Regions from separate parts of the Mus musculus genome. Here regions 1, 2 and 3 are each linked to region 4. The links are chromatin contacts, called in public Hi-C and HiChIP or PLAC-seq maps. All regions are on one chromosome and are shown on one strand. Each heading gives the region's core, a stretch centred on a gene start, on an enhancer-like site or on the middle of the called end of the contact. The rest is flanking DNA. Distances are from core to core; before and after follow the strand shown. Region 1 overlaps Asap1 (ArfGAP with SH3 domain, ankyrin repeat and PH domain1). Region 2 has its middle 15 kb from the start of Gm30632. Region 3 overlaps Asap1 (ArfGAP with SH3 domain, ankyrin repeat and PH domain1). Region 4 overlaps Asap1 (ArfGAP with SH3 domain, ankyrin repeat and PH domain1).

The links. Hi-C and Micro-C count contacts between places; a contact is called where the count stands out from the background. HiChIP or PLAC-seq counts read pairs in DNA pulled down with a chosen protein or histone mark.
Region 1: a contact with region 4 is called in a FOXA1 HiChIP or PLAC-seq map of pancreatic cancer cells. The contact joins two enhancer-like sites. A contact is called at or near these places in 1 of 15 datasets of contacts at CTCF or cohesin (the NIH/3T3 cell line), 6 of 484 Hi-C or Micro-C datasets (the AML12 cell line, the G1E-ER4 cell line, embryonic fibroblasts and 2 more), 3 of 115 datasets of contacts at active chromatin or transcription factors (the NIH/3T3 cell line, bone marrow-derived macrophages and pancreatic cancer cells) and 3 of 9 other capture datasets (adipose tissue, liver and pancreatic islet).
Region 2: a Hi-C map of tail fibroblasts shows a contact between it and region 4, with 4 times the contacts expected there. The contact joins two enhancer-like sites. A contact is called at or near these places in 1 of 15 datasets of contacts at CTCF or cohesin (the NIH/3T3 cell line), 6 of 484 Hi-C or Micro-C datasets (the C2C12 cell line, the HL-1 cell line, adipose-derived mesenchymal stem cells and 3 more), 2 of 115 datasets of contacts at active chromatin or transcription factors (embryonic fibroblasts and pancreatic cancer cells) and 2 of 9 other capture datasets (adipose tissue and pancreatic islet).
Region 3: a Hi-C map of pre-pro-B cells shows a contact between it and region 4, with 3 times the contacts expected there. The contact joins two enhancer-like sites. A contact is called at or near these places in 3 of 484 Hi-C or Micro-C datasets (the N1E-115 cell line, pre-pro-B cells and uterus) and 4 of 9 other capture datasets (adipose tissue, embryonic stem cells, liver and 1 more).

Annotation. Positions count from the first base shown.
Region 1 is chr15:64,154,757-64,157,456 of GRCm38.p6, forward strand. The region is part of intron 11 of Asap1 (ArfGAP with SH3 domain, ankyrin repeat and PH domain1); the gene reads right to left. Among named protein-coding and RNA genes, the nearest start is that of Gm20717, 58 kb to the left of the region's middle. Within about 2 kb of position 1,280, at least 65 of the 459 cell types and tissues checked have an H3K27ac peak or open chromatin away from gene starts, as enhancers often do. A contact at or near this core is called in the NIH/3T3 cell line, bone marrow-derived macrophages, embryonic fibroblasts and 1 more, where this site is marked.
Region 2 is chr15:64,518,100-64,520,799 of GRCm38.p6, forward strand. No RefSeq gene overlaps it. Among named protein-coding and RNA genes, the nearest start is that of Gm30632, 15 kb to the right of the region's middle. Within about 2 kb of position 1,287, at least 29 of the 459 cell types and tissues checked have an H3K27ac peak or open chromatin away from gene starts, as enhancers often do. A contact at or near this core is called in the C2C12 cell line, the HL-1 cell line, pancreatic cancer cells and 1 more, where this site is marked.
Region 3 is chr15:64,204,806-64,207,505 of GRCm38.p6, forward strand. The region is part of intron 4 of Asap1 (ArfGAP with SH3 domain, ankyrin repeat and PH domain1); the gene reads right to left. Among named protein-coding and RNA genes, the nearest start is that of Gm20717, 110 kb to the left of the region's middle. Within about 2 kb of position 1,291, at least 34 of the 459 cell types and tissues checked have an H3K27ac peak or open chromatin away from gene starts, as enhancers often do. A contact at or near this core is called in pre-pro-B cells, where this site is marked.
Region 4 is chr15:64,363,002-64,365,701 of GRCm38.p6, forward strand. All of the region lies in intron 1 of Asap1 (ArfGAP with SH3 domain, ankyrin repeat and PH domain1), which reads right to left. Among named protein-coding and RNA genes, the nearest start is that of Asap1, 19 kb to the right of the region's middle. Within about 2 kb of position 1,265, at least 86 of the 459 cell types and tissues checked have an H3K27ac peak or open chromatin away from gene starts, as enhancers often do. A contact at or near this core is called in the C2C12 cell line, the HL-1 cell line, the NIH/3T3 cell line and 5 more, where this site is marked.

The DNA of each region.
Region 1 (2,700 bases), core at 30-2,529, 210 kb before region 4:
TAAGGAAGTTTGTTTTCAACAGGCCAGATTCCTTCCATAAAATTGAACAAATCAGATTATCTGGAACAGGGTTGTGGGGTAGAATGAGATCTAGGAATCTCTTACAAAATTTCTTAATGTTTACTTTCTAATGTTTCTGTTTACATTTTTTTGTACTCACTTATGTATGTATGTATGAATGAATGTATGCATGTATTTCGTGTGTGTGTGTGTGTGTGTGTGTGTGTGTATGAGGAGGAGTGTAAATTCCAGGAATCAGTCTCTCCCTCTACCACATGGGTACCAGGGACTGAATGTCAGTCATCAATCCTGGAGGCAAGCACCTTCACCAGGTGAGCCACCTTGCCAGCTTCTAGAGTTTACTTTGAAATACAACCATGGTCTTGGTCAGCACAGTACAGTAGTCCAATAAATCCTTCCAGATCTGTATTTTTTTCTCTACAATTCCAGAAATTAGCTAATTAATGACTTTCATAGGTTAATAAATGTACATAAATTATTTTTACTTCATTGAGAAATAATGGCCATTCAGCTTGCTTAGTAGAAGTTTTTTTTTTTGTTTTTTTTTGTTTTTTTTTTCCATTTGTTTGTTTGGTTTTCTGAGACAAGGTTTCTCTGTGTAGCCCTGGCTATCCTGGAACTTGCTCTGTAGATCAAGTTGGCCTCAAACTCAAAAATCTACGTGCTTCTGCCTCCCAAGCACTAGGATTACAGGCATGTGCCGCCATCACCACCTGGTGCTTAGTAGCAATATCAATAAATGAAAAGTGAATTTAGTTTCGAGAAAGTACTGGAAAATTATCGTACTACTTATAATTTAACACATACAACTAAAGAATGAAATAGATTTTGAGTTGTTTTGATAGCATGAGAGAAATCAACTACATATTCAGGAAAGAAAAATGCAAATTCCAAACTCATTTAGGCAAAAATATGCAACACTGAAAATAAACAATGAACTTGAAACCTTTGGGCAATTTTGTGCCAAGAGCTAGGAAATGTATCTACCTCACTGAGTCTGCCTTACTGATTTCCAATTTGACCTCCTGCACCCTAGCAGAGATAGGGAAATCACTTTCTTTGAAGCTACACTGACATGTGACATGCACTATTAATCTGTAAAACCTCAACCCTCTGAACTGAATGCAATTCCTAGTCACTGATCTAAGGTCTTTGTGAATGCTTTCTGGTATTCAATGAAAACCAAACCTTTACCACAGGACTTCCCATTTCCAACGGCAAGTGTGTGGTGGGTGACTAAGCTCTGGGTAGGGTTTGGCACACTGAAGAGAGGGAGGAGTGACATGCTGAGCGAGTCACCTTGCATCCACACCGTGAAAGGCCCACTAGTTCTCAGACACTTCTGTGTTTCATACACACAATGCATAGAATCACTGTTAGAAAGGGAAGAGTTACAGCCCTAGAAATAGTTCAGCAGCAAGCAGTTCTTTCAGGAAGCGGGGCTGTTATCTAAGGTGAAGGTAAGTCATTCCACTGAACATTTAGTAAAAAAAAAAAAAAAAAAAAAAAGGAAAGTAACTTGACTTGATGGAGGAAAGAATAATCTTTCCAAATATCTGGGGATCCTGTTCATAGCTATTTTAACAGTCGCTAGGCTTTTTTCCTTTTGCATTTGTTTATTTGTGTGTGCCCCTCTGCTGACGTCAGAGGACAACTTGCAGAAGTTGGTGCTCTCCACCACAGGCGTCTAGGAACCAAGCTGAGGTCGTCAGTCTTGGTGGCACCTTGTCAGGTCATCATCTATTTGGCCCACTAAGATTTGACCTGCCATTGTAAATTTGAAGCTCTGTGGTAAAGGTTTGGCCGTTGACTTTCTTTTTAATTGTCAACCTGACACACTCTAGAATCACCTAGGAAGGGAGCTTCGTGGAGAGTCTGGTGAGGGTCAGGTTGACCTCTGGAAGGGCTCATGGCTATTGCATTAAGTGAGATGAGGAGATCCCCACACCCTGGATGCCCCACGTCCTACACAGGGGATCCTGGATAGCACAAGAGTAGGGAACGTGAGCTGAGCACGAGAACACACTCATTAACTCACTGCTCTCTGCTCCTGACTGCTCCAGCTCTCTGACTGACGTCCTTGCAGCCTGGACAGTAACCTGGGGCTGTGCCTGTGCTTCTTTTGCGTTGCTTTGGTCAGGGTATTTTATCACAGCGCCAGGAAGCAAAACTAAGACAGTGTCCTTCAATCAAGTCACATTAGAAACTGGTGAAGTCAGTTAGGTGGTTTGCTGGGTGCTTTTAATTTCTCATAAAATAGTTTCGATTACTTTGCACTCTTTCAAATGTTAGGAGGACAAGAACTCTCTGGTGGATATCGTCCTTCACATTTACTTGGTAGATAGTTTCTATTATCTCGAAGTCACTAAAAATAATTAACTTGCTAATTATTTTGCAACAAGAGGTGATAGTGTTAGAAAGGGATGGGTGGGTATGCTGTTAAATGACAATTTTAGCTGCAAAATATTTAGGAGGAGTGACAATTAAAACCCATTAATTAACTTCAAGTAGAGTTAAATATAATCACTTCATGCTCATTTCACCTCCTAGATACTCCTTCTGTCATGAAACTTTGCTTCTTAGCCAACCTGAGTAGAATACATCAATACCTATACAAGGCAAAATGACTTTGCTCTTGGATAGCAAAACAAAGATAGGAAGTGGTTATGTGCGAACCAG
Region 2 (2,700 bases), core at 37-2,536, 160 kb after region 4:
TCTCCCACCTCAGTGATACACCTTATCTGTAAAGGTCACACCCTAATCCTTCCCAAATAGTTCCATCAACTGGAGACCAAGAGTTCTAGACTATGAACTTATGTGGATCATCCCCTTTCAAGCCACTGCAATATATAAGACTAAATACTAGCTCACAGGAAACACAGTGATGTCACTGAATGATGGATGGCTCAGAGAAAGGCAAAGGTCAGTTCCCTGCCAGGAGAGACAGAGTCAGCTGTGAGTTTGTCCACCTATATTCAGACTCATCAAGTAAAACCACAAACTCAGGAAATGATGGAGATAAGCAAGATTGGAGTAGACAAGGTTCATAGGAAGGTGCAGTTCTCCCATCTCTTATGTGAAGAGGTACATATGGACCCGAGGAGAAGAAACAGGAGAGTATGGTCCTAAGAAAATTGATCCCTAGGAAGGACAGATTGTGGGTATTCATGAGGAAAAGATGTAAAAATGGAAACAAAAGCTATCATTCAAAATCCCCCAGCAAGTGCCCTTGGAGTCATCTTTAGAAATATCTTTCTATTTCTGTCAGCTATCAAAGAATACAGTGGGATTAGCCACCAGTTGGGGAGACAACCTGTTTGGGATTTGGACACAGACAGGTATGAGTTCAAATCCAGCTTTTAATAATTTCAAGCTCTACAAGTTTGGACTGAGAGCTTGAGTTATATGGCTTTGCTTCCTAGCATGCAAAGGGAAATAAGAGTATTAGTTTGCAAAATACTTTCTAAATAAATAAACTGGCATATAGGTAGTCTCTGTCATAATACTGCAATTAGCTTACAGGATGCAAAAAGGGGAGTGGGACATTTTGTTTACATTGGTGAAGGTGGAAAGGTAGAGGCCAGACTGTTTCTAATGTGAGTTCAAAAGTTCAAGAAAATTAATCGAGAATCTAAGGATCTGTGCAGTTGGTATTGCTAGCCTATGTATGGTCAAACCCATTGTCATTTTCTGTATATTTATTCTCTTTATCATTTCATGATGAATTTGGTTGGCAAATAAATTATTTTGACCACTAAGTGAAGGTCCTTAGCGTGGCAGTTTCTGGAAAAACACTGGTCTAAACAGTCTTGTTAGATCAAGCCTGGCATCCAGTTGGCAGAGTCTATTTCTCCCATAATCCCCGGGCCTCTTGGCTGCAGTGGTGCTGGTGGAGAAGGCTCCATTTGGCTCCACATTTCAGACAAGCCTAATGAACATCATTAGAGAAATATAAAAGGGGTGATGGATGACTTAAATGAAGCCGCATGAATAGTGCCGCTCACATTTGCATCTGACTCAGGGCCAAGAGGAAGAGCTAAAACTCTGGGTGAGGTAATGAAGACTCTAAGGGTGCAGAATGCTTGTCATTGTGGTTGAAGGGAAGTAGGCTAAACTTGATAGGAAGAAAAATCATGACCCTGCCTCGACACTAGGAAATAAATCAAGCTCTGTAAATGTAATGACAAGGCCTGAGTCCAATGTGAAAAGAGTGACTAATTTGGCTCTAATAGTTGATAAAAACCCACATGTCAAAGCCATGATAAACTAGATGGAGAGAAAAGGCAAAGACTGGTTAGAAAAATGGCAGAGTATGACAGCAAGAGTGGACAGGTATATTTAAGAAATCTTTCTAATCAATAAGGGGGAGGAAAAAAAAAAACAAACCTCCGTCAGAACGTGAAGAATGTGTGTAATCATCAGGAGAGAAGGAATTAAAACCCACCAAACAGCATGTATAAAATACTCACTCACAGTATTTAAAAACATGGGGAATGCTTTTATTTTCCCATTAGAATAACAATGAAGTAAAGGAGTCATAATAATCCAGGGTGGTGGGTCTATGAGAGACAGATAGGCTCAATTCCCACTGCAGAGTATACACCATCCCCACCTTAATGGTGGATGGTTTAGTCACTGTGTATCAAAGGCCTTTATATCTAAATACATTGACCTAGAATCCCACTTTTCAGAATTTACCCTTAAAAACCATGGAGGGATGCAGAGATAAAATATACTAGTGAATTCATGGTATCATTCATTGCTTATAATATCAAAATCTATTAGTTAGGATCACCAAGGACAATGGCATACTATGCACCCATTAGAAGGTTCTGGTGTGACAAATGTTCTTACTATATTTCTGAGGCAGACATGGAGATATGCTGCACAGGTCACGCTTCAAGGAAGGACTTGCTACCATGTGTGATATATCCTCAGATCAATACTATGAAAAAAATCAAGGCCATACTTTGAGATTACAAAATGAGTCAGGTTTTATAAACATCATGAGAATTCTAAATTTAATATGAAAAGATAATGTGAGGGTGCTGCTCTCTAATTTACTCTGGAGTTATTGTCTAAGGTATGGACATGTTAGCTCTGTTATTTCTGCCAAGTACAGAGCACTCTAGAATATCATATATGTCCTAGAGTATAGTTTCCCCCATGAAAATGGTTTAGATTGTGTTAAGTCCCAGGCTGAGGGAAATTGTCTATGAATATTTTTATGAATGTTGAAGAATTCAAGAATTTTGGGTGGGGCAAAACTGGCCCAGTTGGTTAAAAGATGAATTATTGACATGACTGGCAGATGAGACAAAGCGTCTTGGGCCAAAGAGATTTAGTGGTGAGTCTTTCTGGAGGCTCATTTATGACCTTCGCATTCTAGGGTAATAAATCTGGATGTGCCTTTCT
Region 3 (2,700 bases), core at 41-2,540, 160 kb before region 4:
GGAATTATGTTAGCACTTCATTCAGAAGAAGGGAGTTTCTAAGTCCGGGTCACACTCAAGAAGGGGGAACTATGCTTGATCTTTGTTAAAAAAGAAAAAAATCAAAAAAATTTAACAGACTTTAAACCCTTAGGAAAGGGTCAGTTATTTTAAATGAATTACCAAAAGTAAAGGGGGCGGGGGAGATAGGAGCTGCACAGACTAAATCACAGATTAATAAATTAAGGCTTTAAAAACAGAAGGAAGAGAAAAATGCCTAGGATTGCTTTCTCAGGTTTTGAGTTTTGCATGTATTTTTAAGTACTCTAATACACGTCAAAGATAAGAGAGAAAAATTTCCAAAATGATTTCCAAACTTAAGGTCTTCCATGAAGATAATGTTTTTCAAAAAATATTTTTTTATTCTACATTGTTCAGTAATCAGTATTGTCAAAGCTTATGTGTTTAAAAAAAAAGAACACATTTTATAAACATGATCCTTCATAATTGCTGAGTACTTTTCAAATCATTTTAGGAAGGTGAATGGTTGGTAATCTCCAATCAGAAATACAAAAATGTTTCTTAAATCTCTAAGCATTATTGAATGGGATTTCTGTCTCTTAAGCGCTGTAAGAAAACAAGGAAATTATGAAAACACATTGGGAAAGATTCCCAATGTTTGGCCTCTTATGGCTTCTCAGGATGAGGCCAAAGTCACTGGGATAGTGACAGTTTGGACTGCACTTTGAGTATATCATGGAAAGATATAAACCACTTCTGTTTTCCTAACTGTACTTCTAAAAGATTAAATGTCACCTCTAAAGGATTAAGTGTCATTGTGCTGCCCAAATCCCCTGGTTAAAAAAAAAAGCTCACTGTATTATCTTGGTTTATGACTACAAAGGCAGCACTAGGTCCCAGTAGCCCATGAGGAGACCCAAGCCATCTGTGTTTACCTCTACACTTCCTACCACAAGTACAACTTCTATGTGATCCCCATCACAGAACCACAAGGTCAACCCACAGGTCACACTAGCCACAGATTACATTTGAGTGACTCCCTCACTAATGTTCATGGTAAGCAGGTACTTACAGCCACTGGAAGGCAGCTTCCCAATGAAGAACCTATCCGGTCAACATACAACAGGCAACTTATGATATACTTAGTGAGCCCTGTCACACAGCAGGTGAAGGTGATGAAAACAGTGTGTGTAATGAGCAAGGCTCATCTTCCTCCCAAGTGTGGTACTCTGGGTAAGTTGTCTGGCTAAGCTCCAGTTTCATCATCTGAGACATGGGCTTGTTTGACTTAGTCTAGAGGATAGCATCAGTGCTTAGTGGCCATGTTCTCTGAGAGGCAGTCCTTTAGCACTCTGTCATACTACATTAGATCCCCAGAATCTCTTTCTGCAGTCAAATATTGTCCTTGAGCTTAACAAGTGTGGCAAAGCTACAGTTTTCTTTTTTTGAAACCTGTGTATAGTGTATACAGTATAGAGTCTAGCAGTATATATGTGCCATTCTTCATTTATGAATCCCGTTCATTTAATGTTTTTCTAAATCCCAGTAAGGCTCCTGAGCATCATCTTATACACTGTAAGTGTATTTTATTGTCACCTCACAGCATGAAAACTAAGGTAGCATTTGAGACATCAGAGTAAGCTTAACCATATGAACACCACTCATGTGAGAAGCTAAACAAAACAGAACAAAACGGAATCAGTCCCTCAAATGGATGCCTGTGGCTTTTCTGGTTACTCTCAAAAAGCCACTCCCTACAAAAGGCCCACCACATTTCAGGGGTTTACCAGAATGAAGTCAGAGACAGAAGTTGTAAATTAGGTTTCAACAACATCCAGGCACTCCAGACTGAGACAACTGTCATTGCTGATCTGAGATGTTACATCTGTGGTCAACTAAATTCCAAACATCTGGGCACACCTGTGAGGACTCCTTTTTGGGTCACCTGAGGTGACAAGACCCACCTGAAGTCCGGCCACATCTGCTGGCGCCAGCCCATATAAAAGACCGTGGAGGAGGGAGCTTCTGCTTCCTGCCGGTGTGCCCTGGCTTTCCATGGAAAGGGTCATCCGCCCTGCTGCTGAGGGGTCCTTCACAGGTATTAGACCCTACTTCTATATTCAAACAGAGCAGAGACATCCAGCCTCATGACCTAAACAACTACAGGGTTCTTGGCATTGCCATCAAGAGACAACCATTGTCGAGCTGGATTTACTGATTTTCCACAATATAATACAGAAATTAGGCACACTAAGTCCCCTCAACAACTCTTTAATACCACCACAAACTGGAAGCCACTCTAATAAGTCCCTATTAATATAAACATATTTTTATATTATGTTTATATGAAACATAAATGTTTTTATTCATTCTATCAGTTTTGTTGATTAAAAATCAAACCTGGACTTATCAAACAGTCATTAACTTATCTGTGTTATTTAAATAAATATCTTATAATCTTCTTGAAGTCAGAGAAATGACATAGTGGCATAAAACATGATGATAATATTGTACAATGTTCTAAGGAGTGGGGAGGGGCTGACAGGAACAAGCTCCCCCTCAGACTAGTGAGTCTAAGCTCTCACGGGGGATGGGGTAGGCAGGGAAGGGCCTGGGGTCAGTTTCTGCCTTGTTCACATTCCTTTCAGCTCTATAGCTGTACAATAATAACACTAAGAACCCTGAACTTACTGAGACTTC
Region 4 (2,700 bases), core at 15-2,514:
GAAGGCATACCTAGACATCTCTGAAGAGGGAATGGACAAGCACTGCCTTACTGGAAACAGAAGTGGAACTTACAGACTGACAACTGACCCATAGAGAGTAGGAGAGAATGAACTTCAGCCATGGCTCCATCATTTCAGAGCTCATGGGATATGGTCAGGGAGAATCCACTACCCTACCCTGCTCGCTCTGTCTCTCTGTCTCTCTCTGTCTCTGTCTCTCTGTCTCTCTCTGTCTCTCTCTGTCTCTCTCTCTCTCTCTCTCTCTCTCTCGTTTAGGGGAGACAGGGGTTTTCTGGAAAGCTTGCTTCAAGTGAGTTACTGGCCTGTGGGTGATATCCAAATAAAGCATGATAGCTTCAAGGAGAATAGGCCTCTCATCAGGCAGATCTAGTAAAGGCTGGTATCTGACTATACATCCAGTCTGAAACCTTCTCTGCAACCTGGCTGTAGTAATGAGTTATCTATTCCATGTGTGCCCAGACACCGTTTGGTACAGGCTTAGAGAGGGAATGAAAACTTACCCAAAAGAAAGGAGGGGAGAGGAGGGAGGAGAGAGGATGAGAAAGAGAATCCTTTCTCAGTAGTATTTGTTGTAGAAAAGATGCTCTCTGTGTGTCTCTGGTAGTAATGATAAAGGGGGGATTATCCCACAGGACTATAGACAATCTCACAAGCAACTTCAGCAAGAGGCCAGCACTCAACACTCAAGGACCAGCCATTAGCCAACCTCATAACTTATAGAGCAGCTCTTTACTCTCTGGTCACAGTCAACAAGGAGTCCCCCTAGTAGATGGGAGGAAGAGGGGAGGCTGAAGATCATCTTCCAAGCTCAGCCCAAGTCTCAGCTCTCTCCAGGAAGCCCACACCTTTGCTGAGACTCTGCCAGCCATTCGCTCTTTGCCCCTCAAAACCACATATCCACAGGAACCCCCAGGCTGCTGTTCTAGAGCTTGCGCTACCCCATACCTGGCCACACCTTCCTAAAGCTCCTTGACCTGGCCAGCAAGCACGGAAGAAGCAGCTAAAGGCATGAGTCATTATGAACCCGCAAGTAAAACCACCATGACACACCACTTCACATTCATTAGTTCGGCCACAGACAAGAAAATGGTCCAACATCAAGTCTTGGCAAAGGTCTGCTGGCTGGTGGAAATGTTAAAAAAAATAATAATAATAAATCACTCAACCACTTTGCAAAGGTCTGACAGCTCCTCAAAAAAGTTAAAAATAGTTACCTGATGACTGAGCGATTCCACCCCAGGCATATGCCCCAAGGAATTGAAGACATGAACTCATATAAACACTTGTAAATGAATGTTCATAGCAGCACTTGCCATGACAGCCAAAAAGTAGCAACAGCTTAGATGTCCATCAGCTAGTAAATGAATAAACATTGCAGCCTACCCACACAATGGAATTACTGAGCTATAAAAAGGAATGAAGGGACAGGATGGTTCAAGGCAGCCAAGGTTACCTAGCAGGAACGTGTCTCAAAGAAACAAACCCCAAACAAGCAAACAGCCAGACAAAAGGAATCCTGGCACTATACCACAGCCTGAGTAGATCTTTACAACGTTAATTCTAAAACATGCTGAATGAAAGCCAGACATGAAATCTTACACGGACAATTCCATACACGCGAAGCATCCAGCAGAGGTGCATACATAGAGAAGAAATGACTGGTGGTTGCCAAGGGCTGGGAGGGGGAGAGGGGAACCAGGAGGCATTGTGGCTTCCTTTGTGGGTGAAGAAAACATCTTGAAACTACATAGAAATGATAGTCACACATTATGAATGGGTAAGATTTATGGTTAGTTTCACGTTAATTCTACATCCAGTGTGTGTGTGTGTATGCATGTGAGCCGACCCTTTATGAAATTATCATAATTCAAGGGAGCTGTGTGTCCCCTACTGTAATGAAACAGCCTATTGCCTAGCCTATGGTCCAGTCCAGTTCCCTCATGTCTCCTTTAAGCCAGTTGTGTTCCTTGCAGCCAAAAGCTTAGAATCACTTCCCTGCTGTGTGACCTCAGAGAAATATCTCACTTCTCTGAGTCTTCACTTCATCACTCCATAAAACAGGGCTGAATCATAATACCAGTGTTACTAGGTAAGGTTCAGACTTATTATGATGGCTCCTATGAGATTGTTAGGTGGAGACCCGAGGCTGACTTCATTCACTGCTTGTAACACAAATTATGACAATCTCAGTGGCAGTATGATCCATCTGGTAGAACTGGGTGGGCTCACATCGGGAATGGCAGCTGTGTCACCAGCTTGCTGAAACCCAAACTTGGCTTCTGTCACTCAACTGTGACCTTGGGAAAATTGCTGCTCTGAGATTTGGTTCACTCACTTGTGACACAGGAATAGTTAAGAGGATGGAACGTATCAGTATCTGGAACATGTAAGCTGCCATTGTCATTGTCAAAGAACAGACCCTAGTCATTTGCATAGCAGAGTCTGGTTTTCTATGTCCATGGCCTCCCTCCTTCCTCCCACAACAGTAACTGCTTACAGAGTGTACCCTTATTACTGAGTAGCATCAAAATGAGGTGGATCAGGTAGGACTTTAGCCCCCTCAGACCAGGAGTTGAACATCTATGGTCACAAGCATCACTTTCAAAGAGCTCTGTCTGTTTCTTCACACCTAACACTGCAGCCAACTCTCACCAAGTTTTCTGGGCACACCACCAGACT